2 separate regions of the Pan troglodytes genome follow, and region 1 is linked to region 2. Evidence: chromatin contacts called from public Hi-C data. All regions are on one chromosome and are shown on one strand. The core of a region is the stretch at or near the end of the contact, and the rest is flanking DNA. Distances in the headings are between cores, read along the strand shown. Region 1 has its middle 450 kb from the start of POU3F3. Region 2 holds the start of POU3F3 (POU class 3 homeobox 3).

The links. A called contact is a pair of places that touch in the nucleus more often than the background predicts.
Region 1: a Hi-C map of stem cell-derived neural progenitor cells shows a contact between it and region 2, with 4 times the contacts expected there. The contact joins the enhancer-like site here to the promoter of POU3F3 in region 2. A contact is called at or near these places in 1 of 7 Hi-C or Micro-C datasets (stem cell-derived neural progenitor cells), 1 of 1 datasets of contacts at active chromatin or transcription factors (stem cell-derived excitatory neurons) and 1 of 1 other capture datasets (stem cell-derived neural stem cells).

The regions. Positions count from the first base shown.
Region 1 is chr12:18,425,756-18,430,196 of NHGRI_mPanTro3-v2.0_pri, forward strand. No RefSeq gene overlaps it. Among named protein-coding and RNA genes, the nearest start is that of POU3F3, 450 kb to the left of the region's middle. Within about 2 kb of position 3,011, at least 13 of the 24 cell types and tissues checked have an H3K27ac peak or open chromatin away from gene starts, as enhancers often do. A contact at or near this core is called in stem cell-derived excitatory neurons and stem cell-derived neural progenitor cells, where this site is marked.
Region 2 is chr12:17,974,736-17,979,480 of NHGRI_mPanTro3-v2.0_pri, forward strand. It overlaps POU3F3 (POU class 3 homeobox 3), which reads right to left and starts at 2,985. Exons shown (of 1, transcript XM_009443033.5): 1 at 1-2,985. The coding sequence starts at 1,359. LOC100613000 reads left to right here and starts at 3,670. Exons shown (of 4, transcript XR_010149051.1): 1 at 3,670-3,759.

The sequences.
Region 1 (4,441 bases), core at 1,761-4,260, 450 kb after region 2:
TAAAAGTATGGGAAACAAACTCTTGGGCATGTTGGTAGTATTTTCTGGTGGTGATGAGCTCCTCTTGTCCCAAGCTCAGGCTCCCTGGTAGTGGAACCCACTGTACATGCATTCGAATTTCCTCTGTGGTTCACTCTCTGTCCTTTGGAGGCTGTTGTGACAGGGCTGCTCCTTAGTGACTTCCTGGGATAGGCATGACATCAATTAGACACACACCCCACGTACTTTAACACTAACCATGACACTAAAGTGGTAAAATCCATAATAAATAAAACCAACAACATATACATAAGCAAGATGGCAAATAGCTCAATCTTTCCTAAAATTATACATCCTTGTACTCAAGAAAACATTTGCTTCATTCAGGATTTTCCTGTGGTGATCCATCTCACTTCTATTTTTTCAGTGTTCTAACTTCATGAGTAATTTCTTTTTTTCCTTACTCTTAAAGCTATCCAACCTTGAGTTTGATTATTAGTACTTTTGTTTTTCTTTCCAAATAACAAAGAGAAAGTTCTAAGAGTTCTTGTTTGTAGGTGAAAATGATACTACTGGTTGGGCTTCGGTAGGTCATTTGCTTTGAGTTGTTTTCTAGATACAGGCTTATACTAATCTTTTTATTTTTCTCTTACCTTGCCCTGCCTATCCTCCCATCAACGATTCTTTTTTCCAACAATACTAAGTACTAGGTTGTCATTAGGTTTTAGAACAGACTGAAACAAACGGGCAGACTTTGATATGAGTATTCATGACCTGGGCTCCAACAGCCTAGTTCTCTATTCAAGGATCAAGCCAACCATCTGATGCCATACACATCTAATACTTTCTCAAAATATCACACTTTTATTTGGATCTCCATTAGATCCAAATAAATGATAAAATATCATATTTCAAAAAGCTATCTATATCATCAAAAATTCATCCTTGAAATTTTTAAAGGAAGTTTTTCCCTCTGGAAGAAAAAACGGGGCATGTCAAGCCAATTATACATACAGCTGTCTAATTGCTTGCACATTTGAGGCCAGTAGGAACCAACTGTCACTGCAAGAGATAGACGTAAATCTGGCCCTTGGTGCCTGGAGGACTGACCTGTTCAGATCTGTGGTTCCATAGGCATTTATATCTAGTCTACAGGTACTGCTGGATTTTTGGTGTTGACATTTTAAGTAGTTTAATATTATTCGAATGAGACAAAATTGAAAAAGCCTCAGAAAAGGAAATGTTTTGCTGATCTGAAACACAAATCCTGCTTGAACTCCAGTGATGTAGTTCAAGGACATAACAGAACCAAAGGTAATGTTCTGATAAAATTTAGACATTTCCAAATCCATATTCAAATATGGGTATTTATGATGCATCTTGGACTCCTTGACATGTAGGAAAGTCCAGGCACCTCCATGACCTCTGAATCAGCTAGGGATAAATAGCTCAAAAATCTGTTTTAAGGGGGAAAAAACTGATGATCAAGAGCTCTGAGCATATGAATAACAACTATAACTCATATAACAATACTAACGATATTACTAGGTGTTGTGTTCAGTTCTATGCAAATGATCATCAGGCAAGTGTGTTTCTCTACATCTAAAAGTCAGATCCCAATGCAATATTGGGACTTTTTCTTGGGACATTTTGCTTTTTCTGAAATTGTGGCATGCCTAGTAGCCTTGCTCAGCTGCACCCTCTCCCCGCATCACACACCCCTACCCCCAGGACATAATGGGGGTTAGACATTGACATAATGTCTAAACAGAGAGGCTCAGAAGTGACGATAAAAGTTCCAATTTTCCATCATTTATCTTTTTTTCAAATACTTTAAGTTTTAGGGTACATGTGCACAACGTGCACCCATCATTTATCTTATCTCTGCTTCCTCACTCTTCATCTTTTGGGTTCTACTGTATCTTCCTTGGACTTAAAATTTCTGAAGGAAGCAGTTTGCAGATTATCATCTGTAATTAACTTAAATTCAATGATTTGAGTACTCCCCTTTAATTTTCTGTTGGTGGTATGATCAGGGAATTCATTAGTAATCAATGAATTTCATAAGCATGTGTGTGCATATTTACTATCACACACAGCATTCTAAACAACATATCATGTAACTCGTGCAGTTTCCAAATCTTGATTATTTAAACAAAAGCAGATTTTACTCTGCAAATCTTTACTAAGATTTCCAACAACTGAAAAAAAAAAAAAAAAAAAAAAGACAAATGGCTACTTGGTTTCAATCTGGCCTTAATAATTTTCCCTCTGTTTATTTTCCATTAAAAAGAAGGTGGTTATACAACCCAACCTAGGGTACAAAATACTTTTAAAAATCTAGAACTTTATTTGCTATAGTGTTTATTAGTTCATATAGTTTTCAATCCATTTCGACTATTCTGACACAAATTGCTATACAACTTAAATTCTGATGCTGGGGAAGGGAAGTGAACACTGTATCAGATTCCCAGGATCTCCTTTCTGCCAGGAATGTCCTCCTAAGATTCACTGATAAAATGTTGATTGCTTAGAAAACAAAGTTGCAATATTCATCACTTTGTGAGCACCATGACAAATTACAGAGCATTGTTGTTTAAATTAAATGTTAAAGTAGGTTAGTTCAGACATTTATAATGGTGCATGTAATTAGCCCAAACCGATGAAATATCAACAAATTAACTGTTTTTGAAGAAAAAAAAAGTAGTATTCGAAATTGTCCAGTATGAGCACTGGGGCCTTTAAACAAATGATGTCACACAGTCTAGGAGGCTTTGTCATGTTCAGTAAATTAGCATGGCCTAACCACAGCAGAAAATTTCCTTGAGCTGCAATAAAGACTAAATGCTTTCAGACTCCCATGGTCCTTTGTAGTCATCATTTTAAAGCACTGCCTTAGTGAGCTAAACCTGTAAAGTTTTCTTTTGAGCGGCTGTGAGTTGATTAGATCTATTTCAGCCTAGTAGTGGTAATAGGCTCCTCTCTGCGAAACTGCTTACCCTCTGCTCCCCTGGCAGCTGGAGAGACTGGAATTAATCAGGTCTGCTGGGGACTTCCTCAGCGTCTCCGCAGGCCAGCGACTCTGGAATCATTTACCACAGAATCTGACTGTCAACTCTTTGTCATGTAGGCTTTTGATTATGCTTTCTTTCTCTCTCTCATTTTCCTTCCTTGTTTTTTCAGAAAAAAAAAGGGGTGGGGGAACAGATGAGGGATTATCCTAAAGCAGTATTTTACTAGTGACTTATACAGGTATCTCTTATCGCCTTTGGTCTGCCCTTTAGAAAATATGGCTATGTGTGAAGGTAGTGAAGACTTACTGTTAAAATTAAAATTAACTTTATCTTTCTTATTAAGGTATATATCCAGCCAAAAGATAGGCAGGCTTTCATAGGTACAATGTCTTTCCATCTGAAAAATACATATTTAGAGATTTCATTTTTGAAGGACCTTTAGGATTTCCTTCAGCAGCATCCAACAAAGTGCTCTGCCTGTATCCCCAGCTCAAATTTGCCTGTGTTTCAAAATGTGCAGAATCACTACTTAAAACACAAAGCACATTAGCATTCATGGCAAAACACTTCCAAGTACCCACGGAAATTACAAAGAAGCAGATTCAAGTCCACATAAAAATCTACCGGTCTAATTTCAGTATTTGATTTTCTCAGTGCAAATATCTTGATAATTGAGTTGTATGATTTTATGCTTAAAATTCAAAGAATAAAATTCCCATAATGTCATAACAAAAATAAACCACCCGAATCAAAGTGCAATTTTACATTAAAAATTTTTATCTTGGGGCAACTTTTACTCCAATTTAGCAACCAAGAATATTTTCACTTCTTTCGGCACTCTAATTGTTTGACAGGGTTCTCCTTCCAAGGGAAACATATACCCAATAGATAGGGTAGAGACATTTAAATATCTTCTCTAGGGTATAACCATAATAATTATATGTAAATGTTGGGACTTAATGTTTCTAAAATTGTGATACATAATATTCTAGGATAAATGTAATCCCCCTAAAAGTATTTTTGCAAACAATATTTTCTTTCACCTAATTGGTATGAAGGCTGTAATGAGTCAAACAGCGAAATACTGTATATTGTAAATGCCAAGATGTAATGAATACATCAGTATCACATAGCCTGTACCAATAAATGTGTTACTGAAACAGACAACAGACTAAATGTGTTTACCTTATAACATGAATGTCCTGCTTTCTGTATGAATTTTCAGAGCTCTGCAACAAGTTTCAACTAAGGGATTGTGAATTATGTAGGGCTTGTGTACTCTGTATAGAATGCAGCTTTCTCATTTGTTCTTTTCTGACATTGTTTATGTCTGGTTGAACCACAAATAGACATAAATATAGCACCAATTTGAGGGCTCACTTTAGGTGTGTTTTTTGGGTGGAGGGTGTGTGCCTAAACCTTCTTTTATAGGAAGACAGAATGAGAAA
Region 2 (4,745 bases), core at 1,735-4,234:
CCAGACCCGCACCACCTCCTTCTCGAGCTGCAGGCTGTCGGCCAGGTTGGTGATCTCCTGCGCGGAGGGCTTGGGGCACTTGAGGAAGTGGCTCTCCAGCGCGCCCTTGACGCTCACCTCGATAGAGGTCCGCTTCTTGCGCTTGCGGCCCTGCGCCGCGATCTTGTCGATGCTTGTGGGGCTGCCGGTGCTTGAGTCCGCCTCCTCCAGCCACTTGTTCAGCAGCGGCTTGAGCTTGCACATGTTCTTGAAGCTCAGCTGCAGGGCCTCGAAGCGGCAGATGGTGGTCTGCGAGAACACGTTGCCGTAGAGTGTGCCCAGCGCCAACCCCACGTCGGCCTGCGTGAAGCCCAGCTTGATGCGCCGCTGCTTGAACTGCTTGGCGAACTGCTCCAGGTCGTCCGACGTCGGCGTGTCCTCGTCCGAGTGCGGGTCGTGGCTGTTGAGTCCAGGCCCCGCGCCGCCGCCGCCGCCGCCGTGGTGCGGGGGTCCCTGCGCGTGGTGCGGGTGCGGCGGGTGAGGGTGCGCGTGGTGGTGGTGGTGGTGATGGTGCTCGGCCAGCTCTGGCGTGTCCCCGCGCACCAGCCCCGGGTGCACCAAGCTCTGGGCTCCACCGCCCGCGCCGCCGCCGCCGCCGCCGGGCCCCGGTGGCGCGCTCAGCATGCCGTTCACCGTGAAGCCTCCGGGCTGCGAGTAGAGCAGACTCTGCGGCGGCGGCTGCTGGCCCCCGGCCATGGACGGGAGGTGCGCGGCGGCGGCGGCGGCTGCGGCTGCGGCTGCGGCAGCGGCGGCCGCCCCCCAGCCCCCAGGGTGGCCCTGGTGTGGGGGCGGCGGCGGGGGTCCGAGGTGCGGCGGCCCGCGGTGGTGCAGCGCTGTGCCCGCGTGCAGGTCGTCGCGCCCGGCGCCGCCCTTCACGTCGGGGCCCTGCGGCGGTGGCGGCGGCGGCTGCGGTGGCTGCTGGGGGCTGCCAGCCATGCCCACGGCGCTGCCCGACCACGGCGAGCTCGCCTCCACGGCGGCGGCGGCGGCAGCGGCGGCGGCGGCGGCGGCGTGGGGCAGGGCTGTGACCCACTGGTGCGCGTGGCTCAGCATATGGCCGCCGTTGCTGGCGGCCATGGCCCCCTGCATGAAGTCGCTCTGGACCATCTTGACAGAGGACGGGTCCCCCCGATAGGCGCCCGAGGTCACGGCGGCGCTGCCCGGCTGCATGCCGCCGCCCCCGCCTCCTGCGCCGCCCCCGCCGCCGCCGCCGCCGCCACCCCCGCCGCCGCCGGCCCCTGCCGCGTCCGAGTGCACAATAGAGCCGGCCGCGAGCAGGCTGTTCCCCGGCAGGTAGGGGTTAGAAGCCGCCGTGGCCATGCCGCTCCGCTCCCGCCACCCCACCGCCGCCACCACCGCCGCCGCCGCAGCAGCAGCCGCGGCCGCCGCCGCCGCCGCCGCCGCCGCGCCCCCCGCCTCCCGCCTCCTCCCCCCCTCCTTCCCCGCCCCCGCCCCGGGCCCCCGCCGGCCCCGCCGCCTTCGCCGCCTCCTCCTCCGCCGCCGCCTCCGCCCCCGCCGCCGCCGCCGCCGCCGCGGCCCCCGGCTGCAGCTGCAAGGCCGCTCGGCAGGGCGCGGGGGTCGCCGGCCGGCCTTGGTCACCAGCAGCAGCAGCAGCCGCAGGAGCAGCGCTCTGGGGAGGGGGGCTCGCTTCTCGGGGTGCGCTCCGTGGCCACCCCCTTCAGGGGGGGTCGTGGCCGCCCCCCAGCCCCGGCGCGCTGGGCTCGCTCCAGCGGGGCTCGCCGGGCGGGGCGGGGACCTGCACTCGGGGCGCTCTCCCGGGACGCGCGGGCTCCCGCTCCTCCTCCTGTCCTCGGGCGAGCCTGGACTCTGCCTGGTCGCGGGCCTCCGTCCACCTGCTAAGTGAAGGTTTCACGGGAGATAACAAAGAAAGAAGCTGCTCCTTTCTTCCTTAGCCAAATTACGGATGACCAGCAACCGGCCCGCTCCTTCTCTTGTCCGCTCTCTCCTCTCCTCTCCTCTCCTCCTCAGGAACACATTTCACTCGTTTTCCCTTAGAGTAGTAAAACTTTTTCGTCCTTGAAGGCGTGGTGCTGCTGGCTGCTCGCGAGTGCGGAGAGGGGAGGCTGGCTCCTGCTCTCCCCCTCTGGTCCTCTCGTTTCAAGTTTTGTTCTGTCCTAGGAAAACTTCTTGCGATGGTGCATTTCTCTGAAGTTGCTATTGCCGGAGCTCTTGGTTGCCTCTGAAACAAGAGTCCTTTTTCATTCTCCTCGCAACAGTCACAGTCTGATGCGACATCTTTCCTTTTGGGCAGAAATTAGGAAACAAATATAACAAGGAAAAAATTGAACAGGAAAAAAAATGATGTCGAATCGCTCTGTTACCTTGTTGCTGACGGTTGGGGTTGGTGTTTTATTTTTTTCCCAGCAGTTGTCTGGAGAAGGAGGAGGAAGAAGAGTGCATTGGTGGAGGTGGAGGTGTGTGTGTGCATATAGGGGATCGATCCTTGATACACAACAACTCCAGTGGGCACGCTGCACGGCTCGTAGAGTGCACCGACGGCGGGCGCTGGCGCTGGCCGTGCTGGAGCAGAGTTGCAGCAGGAGCTCGCTCTGCGCCCTCGTTCGCGCTCTCTTTCCCTCTCTCACTTTTCCTCTCCCTCCCTCTCTCTCTCTCTCCCTCTCTCGGGCGCCCGCTCTCGCTCCGATCTGACAGTTCGCTCTCTGTCCCTCCCTCTCAGAGCGGGGACTGTCGAATGTTTACCCTCCGCCGCGAGCGCGCACCCACCACCACACTTTCCCAAATACAAGGAAGTCGAGCACCAGGGCCCCCGCTGATTGGCTACCCGCTGGGTGATTGGCAGGCTCGGAATGACTGGCTCAGGACGCGAGGCCCCCCTTCCGGCCGTTCCGATTGGTTGCTTTTTAATTTAGGCAGAGCGTCGTAGAAGCTGGAAATCTGTCGTCCCCCAGCCTCCCTCCCCCTCACCACTTTCCCCTCCCCGCCCCTCCCCCGCCGCCCCCTCCGCCACATCTTAACTCTTAGTGTCCGGCCCAGACGTTGGCGTTCCCTCGGCGGCTCTGAGCGTTCGCAATAGGTCTGGGCGGGGGGAAGAAAGGGGAGATAAAAGGGAGGGAGGGACGAGAGCGGGGAAGAGAATCAGAAGGAAAACGAAGGGGGAAACATGAAAAATAGCAACCTGCCCACCCCACTTAGTACGCGTCGGGTTGCTCACCCCCTTACCCCCGCCCCGCCAGAGATTTGTAAAGCGCGCGGCACGGATGTACCATTCAAGCTAATACCTATAGACAGATGTGTCCCCAGTGGTTTCAAAGTTTCCTCTTCCCTTCACCAGCCGGCCCCCTTCTCTGATCGGCGGGGGTGGGAAGCGGGGGCTCGCATCGCCAAGAGCTCTGGTCGTGGCCACGCTCCTTGGAAATCCGCCACCGCAACTTTCCGCAGCCGCTGCGCGCCGGCGGCAGCCCCCTTTGTTTAAGTTCTCGGATGCCATCATCTGGGAAACCTGCAGCCCAGGACCAGCGCGGTGCCCGCGCGTGCGAGACGGACCGCTCGCTGCCGCCGCTCCCTGGCTCCTCCACCCCCTCTCTCCCTCCTTCGCTCTCCCTCCCTTCCTCCCTCCTCCCTCCTCTGGGATTCGTGCAAGTAGCGTGCGTGCCCTTGTGAGTTTGGAGGGTGCCGGTCAGCGGAGCCGTGCGATGTATTTGAAAAGCAATCAGTCCGACCTTCCCCCATAGATTCATCGTAAGTGTATTCGACCCCAATGGCTTTAGGAATTCCCGTGGCAGCAGGAGCCGGGCGAAAGAACCGGGATCGGCTAGCCGCGCCCTTCTCTGCTCCACCGCTTCCTCGTGTGTGTGTGTGTGTGTGTGTGTGTGTGTGTGTTATTAGCGGTGGGGGGGTTTGCTCGCTCTCTATTCTTAGGCATGGTGGTGCTTTTTTTTCTTTCCTTTCTGTCTCAGATGGATTTGCGTGGTGGATGGGGCTGGCGGCGACAAATGCTTTCTCAGCTCTAACCCAGCTGAAAGAGTTAAGGGGGATGGGAGGGGGAGTGCACCCGGTAGGCGAGAGAAGCGGGGGTGGGGTGGGGTGGGGTGGGGTGGGGTGGGGGGACGCGGCCAAGCGGAAACGCTGCACAGAGGAACCTCAGCGAACCAAGAAAAAAGAGAAAGTGGCAACGAAAACAAGGGCAAATTGAGCCCTCCTCGGGGATTTCCAATGAACTAACCCAACTCGGACATTCAATAAATACATGGCTCTTAATGAGCGTGCGTGTGCGTGCACCCCGCACCCCTAGCTGCGGGTGCGCCCGCCTTGCGCCCGCCGCCCCCAGCCAGAGCCTGCATCTGGCAGTCCCGAGCCCGAGCGGCAGCCCAGGACGCAGCCGAGGAGCGGCCGCCGGTGCGCTCCGATTAAAATGTGAACGGGCCTGCCCTTCTCTCCCGCTGTATCGTGCCTCTGCCGAGCGCAGTTAAGTGAACTCAGTGAAAGCAGGAGTTCTCCTGCCCAGCCGCAGCCAGGCAGCCCCCGCGTGATCTCAAGATTAATACTAGACGCGTAGAATTTATGTAGGCTCTTGTCCAGCTCCTGCTTGCCGGGTGAGATACCATCGTAGGTAGGTTTTAGCAAAGCCATTATTGCCAACGTATAGATACCAAAGGCGGTGGTAACCAAACCCCAAAAGAACGGATTTTTTTTTCCTCTGCGGCCCCCAAAGGTTGCTTTTTATA